3 separate regions of the Pan troglodytes genome follow, and regions 2 and 3 are each linked to region 1. A link is a contact called in public HiChIP or PLAC-seq data. All regions are on one chromosome and are shown on one strand. The core of a region is the stretch at or near the end of the contact, and the rest is flanking DNA. Distances in the headings are between cores, read along the strand shown.

Region 1 (4,983 bases), core at 1,528-4,027:
TATTGTAATATATAATGAAATATTAATAATTATACAACTCACCGTAATGTAGAATCAGTGGGAGCCCTGAGCTTGTTTTCTTGCAACTAGACGGTCCCATCTAGGGGTGATAGGAGACAGTGACAGGTCACCAGGCATTAGATTCTCATAAGGAGCACACAGCCTAGATCCCTCCATGCATAGTTCACAATAGGGTTCGTGCCCCTATGAGAATCTAATGCTGCTGCTGCTGCTGCTGACAGAAGACGAAGTTCAGATGGTAATGTGAGTGATGGGAAGCAGCTACAAATACAAATGAAGCTTTGCTTGCTCACCACCACTCACCTCCAATACTGGTCCACGGCTCAGGGGTTGGGGACCCCTGCTTTATACTACAGTCTTCATATATATTACAGCTACATATGTTATAAACCTCACAATACAATGTTATAATTTTTGCCTGGAACAGTTTTACATATTTTAAAGACATTAAAAAGAAAATCGTATTTTATATTTACCTTCAAATTTACCGTTCTTCTTATTCCTGTCTGCAGCTCTGCTCTTCCAATTTGAGACAGCGTCTCACTCTGTCATCCAAGCTGGAGTGCAGTGGCACCATCATGGCTCACTGCAGCCTCCATCTTCCGAGCTCAAGCAATCCTCCCACCTTGGCCTCCCAAAATGCTGGGATTATAGGCGTGAGCTATCGTGCCCGTCCTAAAGAACTTTCTTTAGCGCTTCTCATAGTGGAGGTCTGCTGGCGACAAGAATCTCTGTTTTCTTTTATCTGAAAATAGCTTTATTTCATCTTCATTCTGGAAGAATACTTTCACTGGAAAAACAATTCTGAGTTGACTTTTTTTTTCCTTCAGCATTTTAGAGATATTCCACTGTCTTCTGGTCTATATTGGTTTGATGAGAAAAGAGTGACATTGAAAATATTGTTCTGTCTATTCTTTAGGATGGGATTAAAAAAAAGAAAAGATTTTCTCTTTGTCTTTGGCTTTTAGCAGTTTGACCATGATGTGCCAAGGCATGCCCTTTTTTTCATTGACCACTCTGCCCGTTAGAGACGAGGTCCCAGTGTAGGGGAGGTGGTGCTGAAAACACAGCGGGGCACAGCTCAGCCCTAGCCCACAGGGGCCTGCAGTGACCAGCTATGCACAGAGCCATCAGCTCCTTCTCCAGTCTCACATCACCAGCCATTCCTCCCCTTGCCCTTGACCCTAACTCATGCTGCAGCCACACACACCACCTAGGTGAGACCAAGGTGGGCCCTCATATTCAGAGTGCTGGATTACCCCAAACAGGGACCACATCCAGACCCTGGACTGCCCAGTCACCTGGGGCTGCCGGTGCATCACTGCCTCCCCACCCTCTTGGCTCCCTGTGCTCTTTCTCACCCAGCCTCACTCCAGCACTTTAACCCCTATCCATTTAGGGTGACCACCAGTCCTGGCTTGCCCAGAAATTCTCTCATTTTAAAACTGAAAGCCTCATGTCCTGGGAAACCCGTCGGTCCCATGCAAATCAGAACAGTCGGTCACCCTACCTGTCCTGGAGTTTCCTTCCAAGGCCTTACTCCTCCCTCCTCCAGCTCATCTCCAGGAAAGTCTTCTCAGATGGGCTAGCCTGGGTTTTCCAGTTCCTGCCCCACTTAGCAAACAAGGAAATAATGCTCTGAAGGGAAACGAGGGGTGGACTCCCCAATCCTGATCTGAGTCTTGGCTGGTTTCTTCTTAACACATGGGTCTTGGGATTGGTACCATTGTTCACTCTTTGGCTGCATCTCTGGCTCCCAAGGTGCTCCAGGTGACCCTAAGAGTTCTACGAGAGAGCAGGTTTCAATGGTCTCAGGGGAGGAAAGAAGTCCTAGTCAGAGAGGCCCACTCCTCGAAGATGGGTATGGGAGATCATCCCCAGTTGTGTTTGGGGTTGGGGTGTGGCAGACAGGTAGCCTTGATCTCAAGACTGTACCTGAGACATTGCATCTGTCCTGGCCATCACTCTCTTATCATCTCCTTGTAGCCATAGACTGTGGCTCTCCTAAATCTCTCTAGCCTAGAAAAACCAAAGATGTAGAGCACACCCTGTTTGGGTCTGTAACTTGCCTCCATATTACTATATGCAAAATGGGGGAAGCAATAGATTCTTCTCTGAGAGGTGTGTGTGCGCGCGCACATGCATTTGTGTGTGCATGCAACGTAAGGCCTTCCACACACCTGCCTTCTCTGAGGACAGGACCACCCATCTCCATAAGAGCCTTCTGGCCTCCTACCAAGCTGTGGGTGAGTGTCCTTCCTCGGGGAGCGGTGAGAGCAGGCAGGGGCTCTAGTATCTGCCTAAAGAAGCTTGAGTGACGGCTTGAGTGATGACTGGGACTAGGGACTGAGGGACACCTGGGCTCAACCCCAGCCCTGACCATGCTGGACAAGCAGCCTCCAGAGGTTGTGAATAGGATTCAAAAGACCACCTAAGCGCATGTCCCCCACCCCTGCTTGGTGAGGAGGGAAAGGAAGAGAAAGCTCAAGTTCAAGGATCACAAACTTCAATTCTACAAGAGGGAGGCTCCCAGGGTATGTCGTGAACGGAAAGGTCGGGGAGGAAGAGACATGGCTGATTGAAGGCAGCAGCCATAACTCACAAGGAGCCATCCTACACACATGGCAAAAATTAATGTCAAATAGTACAAAAGGGTCGAGTCAGTGCCCTGCCACCCTGACCTCTGAGGGCCAGCGAGGTTTTTGGACGTTTTTCCCCTAAGCTGCGGCGGGCCCGCTGTTCCTGAGTCAGACGGCAGGTGGCGCTCAGCCCGGAGAATTGGAGAAGGGGACTGTGGAGTTGCTTAACATTTCCAGGAACTTCCTCCTCCCCCACCGGCCTTCACCTTTTGTTCCCTATCCTGGGCCAGTTCTCTCGCAGGTCCCAGATGTCCAGTTCCAGATGCCTGGACCCAGAGTGTGGGGGAAATATCTCTGGAGAAGCCCTCACTCCAAAGGCTGTCCAGGCGCAATGTGAGTGTGGCCCCGGCAGAGGAGGAGGGAAGAGGACGGGAGGGGAAGAGAAAGGGTGTGTGGCCGCAAACCCTCCCTCCCCCCACCCTACCCCCCCCCACACACACATCCCCCACATACACACACACCACACACACACACACACACACACACACACACACACCTCCCCTACATACACACACCAGCACCAGCAGCAGCAGCAGCAGCAGCACAGCAGATATTCCATGGGGAGACTGAAATTTGCCTGTGGCCTCTAGCACCTTCCCAGAGGGTGGTCGGGGGATATTTACGGCAGACCCTCACTCGCCCCACCATTGCTCCCTCGGATCCCAGGGTGGGATGGGATCTGCTGAAGCAGAAAGCACCCCCCTCCTTTGGATGAGACTCTCCTGGGAGATGAGCAAAGGTGATGTCTTCGGAGGATGGAAAACCCACAATCCTAGAGCTCAGGCTGCGCGGGAGGCTGTAGGGATTGGGGTGAGGAAGGGGAGCAAGGGAGGAGACGGGAAGTGCCCGGGCCTCAAGGGTGAGGCCACAGCTTCTAGCCCTGCCTCGCGAGGCCTCTGAGTCCTAGCGCGGCTCCCCCGCTCCTCCCACACCCACAGGCTTCCGGCCATAGCTGCGCGGCCCCACCTTGCCCTCCCCCCAACTCACAGGTGGTGGCTGCTCCTCTGGGGAGTCCTCCAGGCTTGCCCAACCCGGGGCTCCGTCCTCTTGGCCCAAGAGCTACCCCAGCAGCTGACATCCCCCGGGTACCCAGAGCCGTATGGCAAAGGCCAAGAGAGCAGCACGGACATCAAGGCTCCAGAGGGCTTTGCTGTGAGGCTCGTCTTTCAGGACTTCGACCTGGAGCCGTCCCAGGACTGTGCAGGGGACTCTGTCACAGTGAGCTGGGGATGGGGGGGTCCCGCCAGGACTGTGGCCAGGGAGATTCCCGGGGTTGTGGGAAGTGGCGGTGCCCTGAATCCCCCATCTGGAGGAGGGATGAATTTTCCATGTAGGGGCAGTCGGGCTTGGCTTACCGGGGAGCAGTGGTGGACCCCAGGACACAGCCTCCCACCAGCGCCTCCGGGGCTGCCATCTGGGCCCCACAGAGCAAAGAGGGCAGCAAGCAGGCCCTGCGTTTGGAAGACTTACGAATGGACACACAAATCTTGCAAATCTATGGAGCCAGGGGCAGGGACGCACATATTGGTTGTTAAAAATATGTCATCATGTATTTGTTGAGTGCCTGCTCTATCAGGTGAGGAAGCTGGACACAAATAATAACAAAAGATTAAGTCACCGTTCACACTTACCTTGGAAGAGCTATTACAAAACTTCTAACGCCAAAGCCTTATTCAGAATAAGGACATTTTAAAAACAGTACTTGATGGAGTGATGCAAGCTTGCAGTCCCAGCAGTATAGTCAGGAGACTGAGGCTGGAGGATCAGAGGGCTGGAGCCCAGGGTTCAAGGCCAGCCTAAGCAACATGGCAAGACCCCCATCTCAAAAATAAGTAAATAATAAATAAAAATAAAAAGAGCACATTATCTTTTGATTTAAATTTTATTTATATCAAAATGACATAAATTTTTGAACTTTATTTTTTAATTTTAAATTTTTTAATTATTATGGATACATAATAGTTGTAAGACTTTTTGTTTTTTAATTAAAGTTTTCTAAGGCTGGGCGCAGTAGCTCATGTCTGTAGTCCCAGCACTTTGGGAGGCTGAGGCGAAAGAAGCACTTGAGCCCAGGAATTTGAGACCAGCCTGGGCAACATAGCAAGACCCCATCTCTACAAAAAAATTTAAAAATTAGCCAAGTGTGGTGGCACACACCTGTGGTCCCAGCTACAAGGGACGCTGAAGTGAGAGGATCACTTGAGCCTGGAAGGTAGAGGCTGCAGTGAGCTCTGATCATGACACCGTACTCCAGCCTGGGTGACAGAGTGAGACCCTGTCTCCAAAAAAAAAAAAAGTTTTTAAAAAAGGTTTATGAATAACA
Region 2 (4,983 bases), core at 1,538-4,037, 170 kb after region 1:
TAATAGTCTCCAGGAAAAGGACAGGTGGGGCGGGGCTGGCCCGAGACCGCCCACAGCGGCCAGCTTCCCTGCAGCCCCAAAGCGGGAGTACAGCAGGCCCGCCTGCTAGTCCAGGGCCGCCTTCCCTCGGGAGAGGAGGAGCCACCTGGAGCTCCACCTGGAGCTCAAGCTGACAGAGCGGCGGGGTATTGGGTAGGAGAACAGACCAGGAAGTAACCCTGGCTGAGGAAGAGCAACCAATGGGGGAAACCTCTCCGTAGGCGGAAACCAAAGGGCCTAAGGGAAAGCCCTAACAGCCCAGTTCCTCAGAGAAGGAGGTACCCCCTGTGCAGGCCCACCCACCCACCCAGGGCGCTGAGGGACCCAATCCAGCCTCTCAACCTGCCCCGGGGGAAGGGGAGGAGCCTCAGGCAGGGTTAGGCCCTGGGGCAGGGTTAGGCCCAGCCAGGACCATAGGAAGGAGCTGTTCAGGGGGATGGGGCCTGGAAAGGCAGAGGGAATCAGGGAAGGAGAGATGGGGGTTGTCAGGTCCGCAAGAGACTGACACCAAGGCTAAGTCACAGGCGCATTTATTATTGTCTGGAACATCAAGGCCTTTCCTCCCCTGGCAGTGGCACAAGGGAGGGCCAACTCTCAGGAGGCGGCCACGCTGCCACCAGCAGCAGGCCCATGGGGTGGCAGGGTCATGGGCGGCAGGAACAGCGCCTTCAGCTTGCCTGACAGGCTGGCGATCTCAGGATCCTGGGCTTCGTAGGACTTGACCAAGCGAGCAAACTTAAGGACACCTGCAAGAGGGAGTGGAAGGTCAACCCTTCTCCTAAGGACCAGCGTGCCTAAGACACCTGGAGGGGGTGGTAGTTTAAGCATGAACTGCTCCCCCACTGGCTGGGCAGCTGTTTGCCAAACAGGACGCATGCAGGCCTCTGTCCCGTGTGGTCTGGATGATGACATTTGGTCTACACTGGGCACAACTAGATGGGATGCAGTGAATAAAAATGTCCCAAGGCAGTGTGCTTCTTGCTCTCAGGTGAACCATTTTAGCAGTTTAGTCACTGGAACCCCAAGAATGAACACGAGACCCCAGGTCTGTAGCTGGAACTCAGGAAGGCTATGGGGCAGCAGAGCTGAATCAGTCAACACCTTTGGGGAACACCAGGATCTCACCAAAAATTTAACCACCAACCCCCCCAAACAAAAATTAGCTGAAACACCCTGGAGAGACTGCAGCCCCTGCTGTCATGCAGACATGTCACTAAAAGGTGGCACAACAGCATTTAAGTCCAGCTCTGCTACTCGAGAGTCTGCACCATTAGAGTTTGCTTCCTCATCACAAAATGGAATAATAATGTGATTGACAGTACAGGTGGGCCATCCTTAATTAGAAAATCCAAAATCTGAAATTATGAGTGCCAGTGTGAGGCCGAAAATGGAAAATTCCACACCTGACTTCATAGTGGGGGGTGGGGGAGACTGTAGTCAAAACGCAGTCAAAACTTTGTCTCATGCACAAAATTATTCAGACTATTATATAAAATTACCTTCAGGCTATGTGCATAAGGTGCGTGTATATGAAACAAAACAATTTCGTGTTCAGATTTAGGTCCCATCCCCCAAGATATCCATGTATATGTAAATATTCCGAAATCTGAAAAAACCCGAAACACTTCCGGTCCCAACCATTTCGGGTAAGGGATACAGAACCTCTACTGTACAAAATGCAACTCGGACGCACAAGCTCAGGGTAGACCCTGGGCTCTGAGTGCCAAGAATGTTAGTCAGATTGTGGCTGCCGCCGTGTGGCGAGAAAGGGGACAACCGCTCATGGGCCCACAGATCCGGCGCCCTCTCCCGACCCAACTCCCGCCTTCCCGCGTCTGACCCACCTTCCCCGTCGCAGCTGAATCCATAGGCTTTGATAACCTCCTGCTGGATCTGCGTGGCCACGGGCAGCACGAATTGCAGCATCTTACCCATGTCGTTGCAGGCGTTATCCCGAGCCTCGTCCATGCGCACTGCGTTCTCCGGGGCGGAGAACGCCTGGATCACCTCCGCCAGGACCACTGCGCGCCAGAAGCATCCCAGGGAGGCGTCCCGGGTAGGCGTCGGAGAACGGACAGCGGGCCCAGCGGAGAGCGCAAGGAATTAGTGGATTGAGGCTGTAGGTAACCCAATAAGATCCCAAGTCTTGGGGGCAAGCGCCCCACTTAAATGACGGTACCCGGCGTCCCCTACGGTACCCGGCGTCTCCTACCCCATTTTCCCGGCGGACATAGCCAGGTTTGTCGCCCCACATCCTCCGCCCGCATCCTCCCCAGACCAGCAGCCCATGCCTTGACTAGAATGATTCTCACCCTTCGCTTGCTCAGCGCTCAGGGCCGCCGGTTGGGTCGAGGCGGACGCCATAGGGCGTCTGAAACTCTAGGTTCAGCGAATGTAAATGGAAAACTCACGAAAAAAGAGCCGCGTCCTACCACCGTTCCCAAAGCCAGCAGGGGTGGAAAGGAAACAGCATCCGGCGCAGCCGGAAGCCTTCAGGCGTGGCCCAAACCTTCATACCCGAGGTTTACAACAGCATTTAGACCAACAAAACTATCCATCGAGTAGCTAATTTCTGCACAGTGAAAATAATCTATTATTAAAAACAGACTGCATAAGAGGGGCTTTCCAGTAAACAAACCAGAAAGCCTACTAGACAAATTCTAAAAGAGCTGTAACACTGCTGCTCATGTGTTTGGAGAGAAGATGGGATATGCAGGAACTCCACATTTGGTGAGGGTGAGCTTAGGTGACTTTTTTCTTGTTCCCACTACTGTATAAACAACGACGCATGTGGTAACTTTCAGTAGGAAAAATAATATTCTAAGGAACTTACTTAAGTCATTCATTTCTAGAGTTCGCGAACATTTGTTCTCAGCCCATGCAAATGAGTTCGGTGCTGATTGGTTGAGAAAGCAGCCAGTCAGAGCCCCTTCGTTGTTGTTAAGCCCGGAGACCTGGATTCGGCAGTAAAGGCCCAGAGCAAAAGCCGTTGTCGCAGTTTCCTAAAGGCCTTGTCTATTGATGAGCGATGGAGCCTAATGCCCGGCCCGATTTCCCTTCCCTTCCAGGCTTTTATCACCCACTCCCTTCTCAAACTGTAGGTGGTTAAGGATGCCAGGTACTAATCGCCTGGACCTATTAAAACTAGCCCACCCCACCCCCGCTTCATAACCGGCTTTGTTTTTTGTTTTTGAGACGGAGTCTTGCTCTGTCGCCAAGCTGGAGTGCAGCTGGGGGGGATCTTGGCTCACCATAACCTCCACCTCCCGGGTTCAAGCGATTCTCCTGCCTCAACCTCCCAAGTCGCTGGGACGACAGGCGCGCGCCACCATGCCCAGCTAATGTTTTGTTTTTAGTAGAGACAGGGTTTTGCCATGTTGGCCAAGCTGGTCTGGAACTCCTGACCTCGTGATCCGCCCGCCTCGGCCTCCCAAAGTCCTGGGATTACCAGCGTGAGCCGTCGCGCCTGGCCTCACAACCGTTTCTTAAACTATTCCACGGAAAGGTTTCAGGACTCTGAAGCCTTTGTTCCGGAGGACTCTGGTGGCTCCTAGCAGTGAGACCCGTCTGAATAGATTCCCAGACCTGACCATGTCAGAGGTGGGCCTGTCCCAGGCCTCTAGTGTTTGGTTGGTTGGGGTGTCTTTTGTTTGTTTGTTTTGAGATAGGGCCTTGCTCTGTCACCCAGGCTAGAGTGCAGTGGTGTGATCATGACTCACTGTAGCCTCGACCCCCAAGTGATCCTCCCACCTAAGCCTCCTGAGTAGCTGGGACCACAAGTGCACCACAACCCCCAGCTGATTTTGTCTTAAGATGGGGTTTCTCTATGTTGCCCAAGCTGGTTTCCAACTCCTGGGCTCAAGCAATCCACCCGTGTCTTACAGGCATGAGCCACAGAGCCCAGACCGAGGCCTCCACTGGCGCGCAGTGGTCCTGCCCAGCCTTGGGGCAGGAGGGGGCACCAGCACCCATGGTACCGCCTCCAGCTGAGTCAAGGCTCTGGGCTCTTCAGGGATCCCCTCTCCAATTCTTCCCAGCCCCCACACCCCGTTCCTTAAGAAGGTCTGGTCTCTTCCCGCTTCCCTGCCAGGCCCTGGCTGCAGTTCTCTCTAAGCACCGCTGCACTGAGACCCAGCCTCACCCCCATATCCCGCAAAGAACAGTCACAGCCACGTTCCTGGGGAGTTGTGAGGATGTTTTTGTTTGGTTGGTTTTGGTTGGGATGTTTTTTTAAGAGCGTCATATAGATATTTATATATATAAATTATTAATGTGGGGAAGGGGCAAGGGGCATACATTGCAGAGGGGGCGCGCACACAGGGATCGGGGAGGGGCAGGGGTGGCACACGATGCTACGCAAAACAGCCACATCTAACAGATGAAATAATCACACCAACGGGGCAGGGGAGGGGCGGCGGCCACAGGGGTTGGGCATGGGGGAGGAGAAAAGCAGGGGGGACAAGGAAGAGAGACCTGGTCCAAGATTCTGTGCGCTTTCTGTCCCCATCCTCGCCACCTCCCCACCTCTGCACACCACACCGGGCCTTGGCCTTCTGTCTGTCCTTCCCTCCCCCACTCTCTGTCCAGCTGCGGAGGCCCTGCAACTGAGCAGCACCCTCTTGGCTCTGGGTGGCAGGCCAAGGGCGCGGTGGGGGGAGGGGTGGGGGTGCTCCAAGGTCCAATGTAGGAGCCATGGTGCTCTCTTGATCGCAGGTTCTACAGTGGCTTGTCGCTTTCCTTCTTCAGGTGACTAGGGAAGGGGCAGTGCATAGCAGAGAGGTAAGAGACTTGAGACCAACTCTGACCTTGCCCCCTCTTACCGAAGGGGTTGGGAGAGGAGGGGTTCCCTCCCCCAGGAGCACAGTGCCCAGCCGTACCATGCCCACAGCTCCTCCCAGGCTCGCTGAGCCCATGTCCCCTGGGCTGGGGCACCCTAGGGTACCT
Region 3 (4,983 bases), core at 737-3,236, 140 kb after region 1:
AAAAAGTCTAAAAACAAACTGTTATATACAAATACAAGTTTTGGAAGGCTAAGTTTTTATGTATCACTGGAATGTATATGTCTAGCAACATTCTTGAGATATATGGCTCCAAAAAGTCTGCGAAAAAAGGGATGTAGATTTTGAAATTGAATAGTTGAAGTAATGTCACAGAGAGCACAAAGAACAAATGACCAAGAACTAAGTCCATGAGACACCCTTAGTTATAGAAGAAAAAAACCTTCTTGAATGAATAATACAGTTTCAACCCATTAGTAGGATATAATCATGTTTTCTATTCTTTTAATAGATTACAGGCGCAGGCCTGTAATCCCAGCTACTCTGGAGGCTGAGGCAGGAGAATCGATTGAACCCGGGAGGCGGAGGCTGCAGTGAGCCAAGATCGTGCCACTGCACTCCAGCCTGGTAGAGACTGAGACTCTATCTCAAAAAAAAAAAAAAAAAAAAAAAGTGTATTTAGAACGAAGATTAAAATCCTGGCCTGACTTCTAAACCAATGCGATTTCTTCTGGGCCTATTCAATTAGTTCTAACGGGTAAGAGAAAGGAGGAGGAAGAACACTGCCCAAGGCTTTAAGATAGAGAACTGCTGGTTCTATTACATGTGGGGAAAGAGATGAATGATAGATAAAAATGCAGATGTAAAAGTTTTAAATAATAACCAGGTCTGGACAGTGTATCATAGGTGGATATTAGAGAGAGGTGACTATGGACACTAATGAATTGAAACACGAAGCCCTTACAAAAAGTGTGGGCGGACTAGGCTACATAACTACCTTTCTCATCTGCCCAGTAACTTGTCTTGGGATGTGGAATGACGCAAGGAATGAAACTTTCCTCTGCTTAGACTACTATACCACAGAATCCTGGTAAACCAATTGGAAGCAAGGAGGTGAGGGCTAGAATATCATTCGAAAAGAGCAAAAGAAAATGAGTACTACCGGCCGGGCACAGTGGCTCACGCCTCTAATCCCAACACTTTGGGAGGCCGAGGCGGGCGGATCACTTGAGGTCAGGAGTTCGAGACCAGCGTGGCCAACATGGTGAAACCCCATCTGAACTAAAAATACAAAAAAATTAGCCGGGCGTGGTGGCACGTGCCTGTAGTCCCAGCTACTCCAGAGGCTGAGTCAGGAGAACTGTTTGAAGCCGGGAGGCAGAGGTTGCAGTGAGCCGAGGTCGCGCAACTGCACTCCAGCCTGGGCGACAGAGCGAGACTCCGTCTCAAAAAAAAAAAAAAAAAAAAGAAAGAAAAATGAGTACTACCATCCCAGGATGTCAAATCAACGCAAAGCCAACCAAGCCACCTTCCTTCAAAAGCATCTTTCACCCCTCTCTGCTTTCTACATCCACTCTGGGCCCCTTACCCTCTTTCCACGGAGTCCCAACCTATCGATTTACTACTTCTCCACTTCCTGTCCCAAACTACCTTGACTGTCTCCAGACTGGCCCCTTCCAGCACCACAATAAGCCTACGGCCTCCGATCTTGTTTCCTGCCCCTAGTCGGGGCCGCTTGGGTGGCAGAGCATCCCAGTCCTGTGCCTGCTCCCCGCCGCTTCGTTCACGAGGCTTGAATCCACCACTGGGCGCGGCCATCTTGCAAAAATACCGGAAGTTGCGCTAACGCTCTTAAATAAGAACAGCGCGGCTTCTAATCACAAATTTCCTTCCGGCTGCCATTTTGAAAGTGGGCTAGGAAATGGAGATGACTTGCTGTCTTGCGCTGCCCTCCCTGGGAGGGCAGCCTTCCAGAAAGGGGCGGGACTTCCGTATGCGCGATTCCTGTGCGCGAAGTTCGGGTCCGTAGTGGGCTAAGGGGGAGGGTTTTAAAGGGAGCGCACTTCCGCTGCCCTTTCTTTCGCCAGCCTTACGGGCCCGAACCCTCGTGTGAAGGGTGCAGTACCTAAGCCGGAGCGGGGTAGAGGTGGGCCGGCACCCCCTTCTGACCTCCGGTGCCGCCGGCCTCGAGATCAGACATGGCCCAGAACTTGAAGGACTTGGCGGGGCGGCTGCCCGCCGGGCCCCGGGGCATGGGCACGGCCCTGAAGCTGTTGCTGGGGGCCGGCGCCGTGGCCTACGGTGTGCGCGAATCTGTGTTCACCGGTGAGCAACCTCCGCCCGCTCGCCGGACGCTTCCAGTCCCTCCCCCAAACCCCTTGCCCTGTCCCCGCGCCCCTCCACGAGCCTAGCATTTCCTCTGAGCAGCGGCCTGGCCTGATCACCACCCATCTCCCCACAGTGGAAGGCGGGCACAGAGCCATCTTCTTCAATCGGATCGGTGGAGTGCAGCAGGACACTATCCTGGCCGAGGGCCTTCACTTCAGGTAATGGCGGGCAGAGCCTGCTGACCCTGACCTTTCACCCTTGACGCCGACCCAGCAGTGGCTATAGTCGGACGTGCAACAGGATTGAACGCTGCTCTTTTCCCACCCTCCTCATCCCTGCCCCTAGGATAGTGGGTGCTGCGCGAACCTCCAGCAGCATACAAACTGTTGTTTTCCAAAGGGACAAGAGAATCTCTCCTTGTCTGTAGTCGTGGAGAGGAGCAGGCCAAAAAACGCGTGGTGAGGGGAAACTGGGCAAGGCTAGTAAAACTGCGGCCTTTTCTTTTTTTTTTTTTTTTTGGAGAGGGAGTCTTGCTCTGTCGCCCAGGCTGGAGTGCAGTGGCGCGATCTCGGCTCACTGCAACCTCCGCCTCCTCATTTCAAGCGATTCTCCTGCCTCAGCCTCACGAGTAGCTGGGATTACAGGCGCCCGCCACCACGCCCGGCTAATTTTTGTATTTTAATAGAGACGGGGTTTCACTATGTAGATCAAGCTGGTCTCGAACTCCTGACCTCAAATGATCCGCCCGCCTCAGCTTCCCAAAGTGCTGGGATTATAGGCGTGAGCCACCGCGCCCGGCCGAAACTGCAGCCTCTTAATACCTATCCCTGTCCTCTCCAGGATCCCTTGGTTCCAGTACCCCATTATCTATGACATTCGGGCCAGACCTCGAAAAATCTCCTCCCCTACAGGCTCCAAAGGTAGGTCTGAGCACTTGGTAATCACATGGCAGGTGGGATGATCAGGGGAGCTGGCAAGAAACCCCAGGGGAATATGGTAGTGTCAGGCCTTTAGGCCTCTTTCCACATCTGCAAGACCTGTAACAAAAATACCTGCCTCCTGCGGTCAAAGCAGCACATTCTGAACACACCGTGTTTGCGTGCTTTTTACTGTCTCCTCCCTGACGTGTATTCAATAAGAGTATTGTTTGTCCCTTGTCTTATTCACTGCCTAGATCAAAGCTTTGTTTTAAAGCCTTTTTTTTTCTAACTGCTTTACTTACTATATCTACAGTTACATCCACTAGTACACTCTGTTCTGGAGAAGTTTGTCCCTACGCTTGACTAGTTCACCTGTTCTCTCCTTCTAGACCATACATAAAAGCCGTGCCTTAGAGTTCCCCAGACCTCTTCCTCCTCCCCACCCACGCACACATATACACCCTGGGTCAGGTCGCTCACCTGTAACCTGTAATGTACTTCTTTGTGCTATACCTAGTGCAGGTCGCTTATTCATTTACTAGACTGGGCCCTGGGAATAAAAGATTCATTAAACAAAATTCTTGTCCCCCAGGTCCTTACAGGAGACATGATTACGGTACAGCACGAAAGCGCCCACGTTAGAGGTTGCACAGAGTACAGAGGGGGAAAGAGTAGTCAGCTCTGCTGGTGACGGGGTTTGCAGTTCAAGGCTTCACAGTGGGTGAGGGTGCATTTCACCTATGCTGCGTCTTGTCTTCCTTGTCAGCCTGATTAACTCTCCTCCCCCCAGGGTAGTGCCAGGCTGTACACCATTGCACAGGGCATACAGGGAGGAACATGAAGGAGAAAATGCTTGGGAAAGGGTGTTTGGCCTTGACCAGCCACTGCTGACCTCAATCTCAGACCTACAGATGGTGAATATCTCCCTGCGAGTGTTGTCTCGACCCAATGCTCAGGAGCTTCCTAGCATGTACCAGCGCCTAGGGCTGGACTACGAGGAACGAGTGTTGCCGTCCATTGTCAACGAGGTGCTCAAGAGTGTGGTGGCCAAGTTCAATGCCTCACAGCTGATCACCCAGCGGGCCCAGGTCTGACTCCCACCACCATCTGCGTGGTGTCAGCCTTTCCTTCCTAGGCCCAGAGTATTGGGAATTAGGAAAGGCAGCTTATTAGAAAAGCATTGTCACCCTAGTGCCATTTCCACCTAAAAGCTGTGCTAATTGCCACTGTGAAATAAGGAGAGCCAGCATTAGAACTCAATAGCACTCGGTGTTAGGAAGCACAGAGGAAAATGGCCAAGTCTTGGCTTTTCCTGCACCTCTTTGAGCAGAGAGGCTTATGTTACAGGTTTGCCTGACAGGAAGCTAAGGCAGTGCATGTTGTATTGAGAGTGAAAGGTTAGGGGTCGCAACCTTCCTTTCAGTTCCCCAGTCCCCTCGAACCACCCCTCCCTTCCCCTCTTCACCCCTGCCCTCAGGTATCCCTGTTGATCCGCCGGGAGCTGACAGAGAGGGCCAAGGACTTCAGCCTCATCCTGGATGATGTGGCCATCACAGAGCTGAGCTTTAGCCGAGAGTACACAGCTGCTGTAGAAGCCAAACAAGTGGGTGAGTCGCAAGAGCCGTGGGGTGAGGGCTTCTGAGATGCAGGAGGAGGAAAGATTCCATGGGTGGGGCTCCTGACCCAGGACAGGGTCTCCCTGACTCTCTCCCACCACAGCCCAGCAGGAGGCCCAGCGGGCCCAATTCTTGGTAGAAAAAGCAAAGCAGGAACAGCGGCAGAAGATTGTGCAGGCCGAGGGTGAGGCCGAGGCTGCCAAGATGATATCCTTCTGCTGGAGAGATCTCAGCCCAGCCCCTAGGGCACCTGAGTTCCCCATCCTCCTTCATGGGCAGGCTGATGAGACTAAGGCGAATGCGACTCCGTGCTCTCTGGCCCT

Evidence for each region. HiChIP or PLAC-seq counts read pairs in DNA pulled down with a chosen protein or histone mark.
Region 2: a contact with region 1 is called in an H3K4me3 HiChIP or PLAC-seq map of stem cell-derived excitatory neurons, with 13 times the contacts expected there. The contact joins the promoter of C12H12orf57 here to the promoter of C1RL in region 1. A contact is called at or near these places in 2 of 7 Hi-C or Micro-C datasets (blood and stem cell-derived neural progenitor cells), 1 of 1 datasets of contacts at active chromatin or transcription factors (stem cell-derived excitatory neurons) and 1 of 1 other capture datasets (stem cell-derived neural stem cells).
Region 3: a contact with region 1 is called in an H3K4me3 HiChIP or PLAC-seq map of stem cell-derived excitatory neurons, with 4 times the contacts expected there. The contact joins the promoter of PHB2 here to the promoter of C1RL in region 1. A contact is called at or near these places in 2 of 7 Hi-C or Micro-C datasets (induced pluripotent stem cells and stem cell-derived neural progenitor cells) and 1 of 1 datasets of contacts at active chromatin or transcription factors (stem cell-derived excitatory neurons).

What each region holds. Positions count from the first base shown.
Region 1 is chr10:14,291,765-14,296,747 of NHGRI_mPanTro3-v2.0_pri, reverse strand. It overlaps C1RL (complement C1r subcomponent like), which reads left to right and starts at 2,777. Exons shown (of 6, transcript XM_009424736.3): 1 at 2,777-2,993; 2 at 3,650-3,878. The coding sequence starts at 2,923. LOC104001442 (a long non-coding RNA gene) reads right to left here and starts at 3,558. Exons shown (of 7, transcript XR_010147960.1): 1 at 3,176-3,558; 2 at 1,532-1,806; 3 at 498-881; 4 at 43-100.
Region 2 is chr10:14,124,509-14,129,491 of NHGRI_mPanTro3-v2.0_pri, reverse strand. C12H12orf57 (chromosome 12 C12orf57 homolog) reads right to left here and starts at 2,787. Exons shown (of 3, transcript XM_508976.7): 1 at 2,352-2,787; 2 at 1,884-2,060; 3 at 554-785. The coding sequence starts at 2,403. The coding sequence ends at 634. LOC112205115 (U7 small nuclear RNA) reads right to left here and starts at 2,719; the gene lies at 2,656-2,719. ATN1 (atrophin 1) reads right to left here. Exons shown (of 9, transcript NM_001034165.1): 8 at 4,982-4,983; 9 at 4,756-4,789. The coding sequence ends at 4,756. PTPN6 (protein tyrosine phosphatase non-receptor type 6) reads right to left here and starts at 408. Exons shown (of 16, transcript XM_001163468.6): 1 at 1-408.
Region 3 is chr10:14,152,799-14,157,781 of NHGRI_mPanTro3-v2.0_pri, reverse strand. PHB2 (prohibitin 2) reads left to right here and starts at 1,986. Exons shown (of 8, transcript XM_054664046.2): 1 at 1,986-2,121; 2 at 2,258-2,342; 3 at 2,965-3,044; 4 at 3,948-4,132; 5 at 4,522-4,651; 6 at 4,764-4,867. The coding sequence starts at 1,995. EMG1 (EMG1 N1-specific pseudouridine methyltransferase) reads right to left here and starts at 1,858. Exons shown (of 6, transcript XM_003313470.7): 1 at 1,447-1,858. The coding sequence starts at 1,614. LOC112205182 (small nucleolar RNA U89) reads left to right here and starts at 4,937; the gene lies at 4,937-4,983.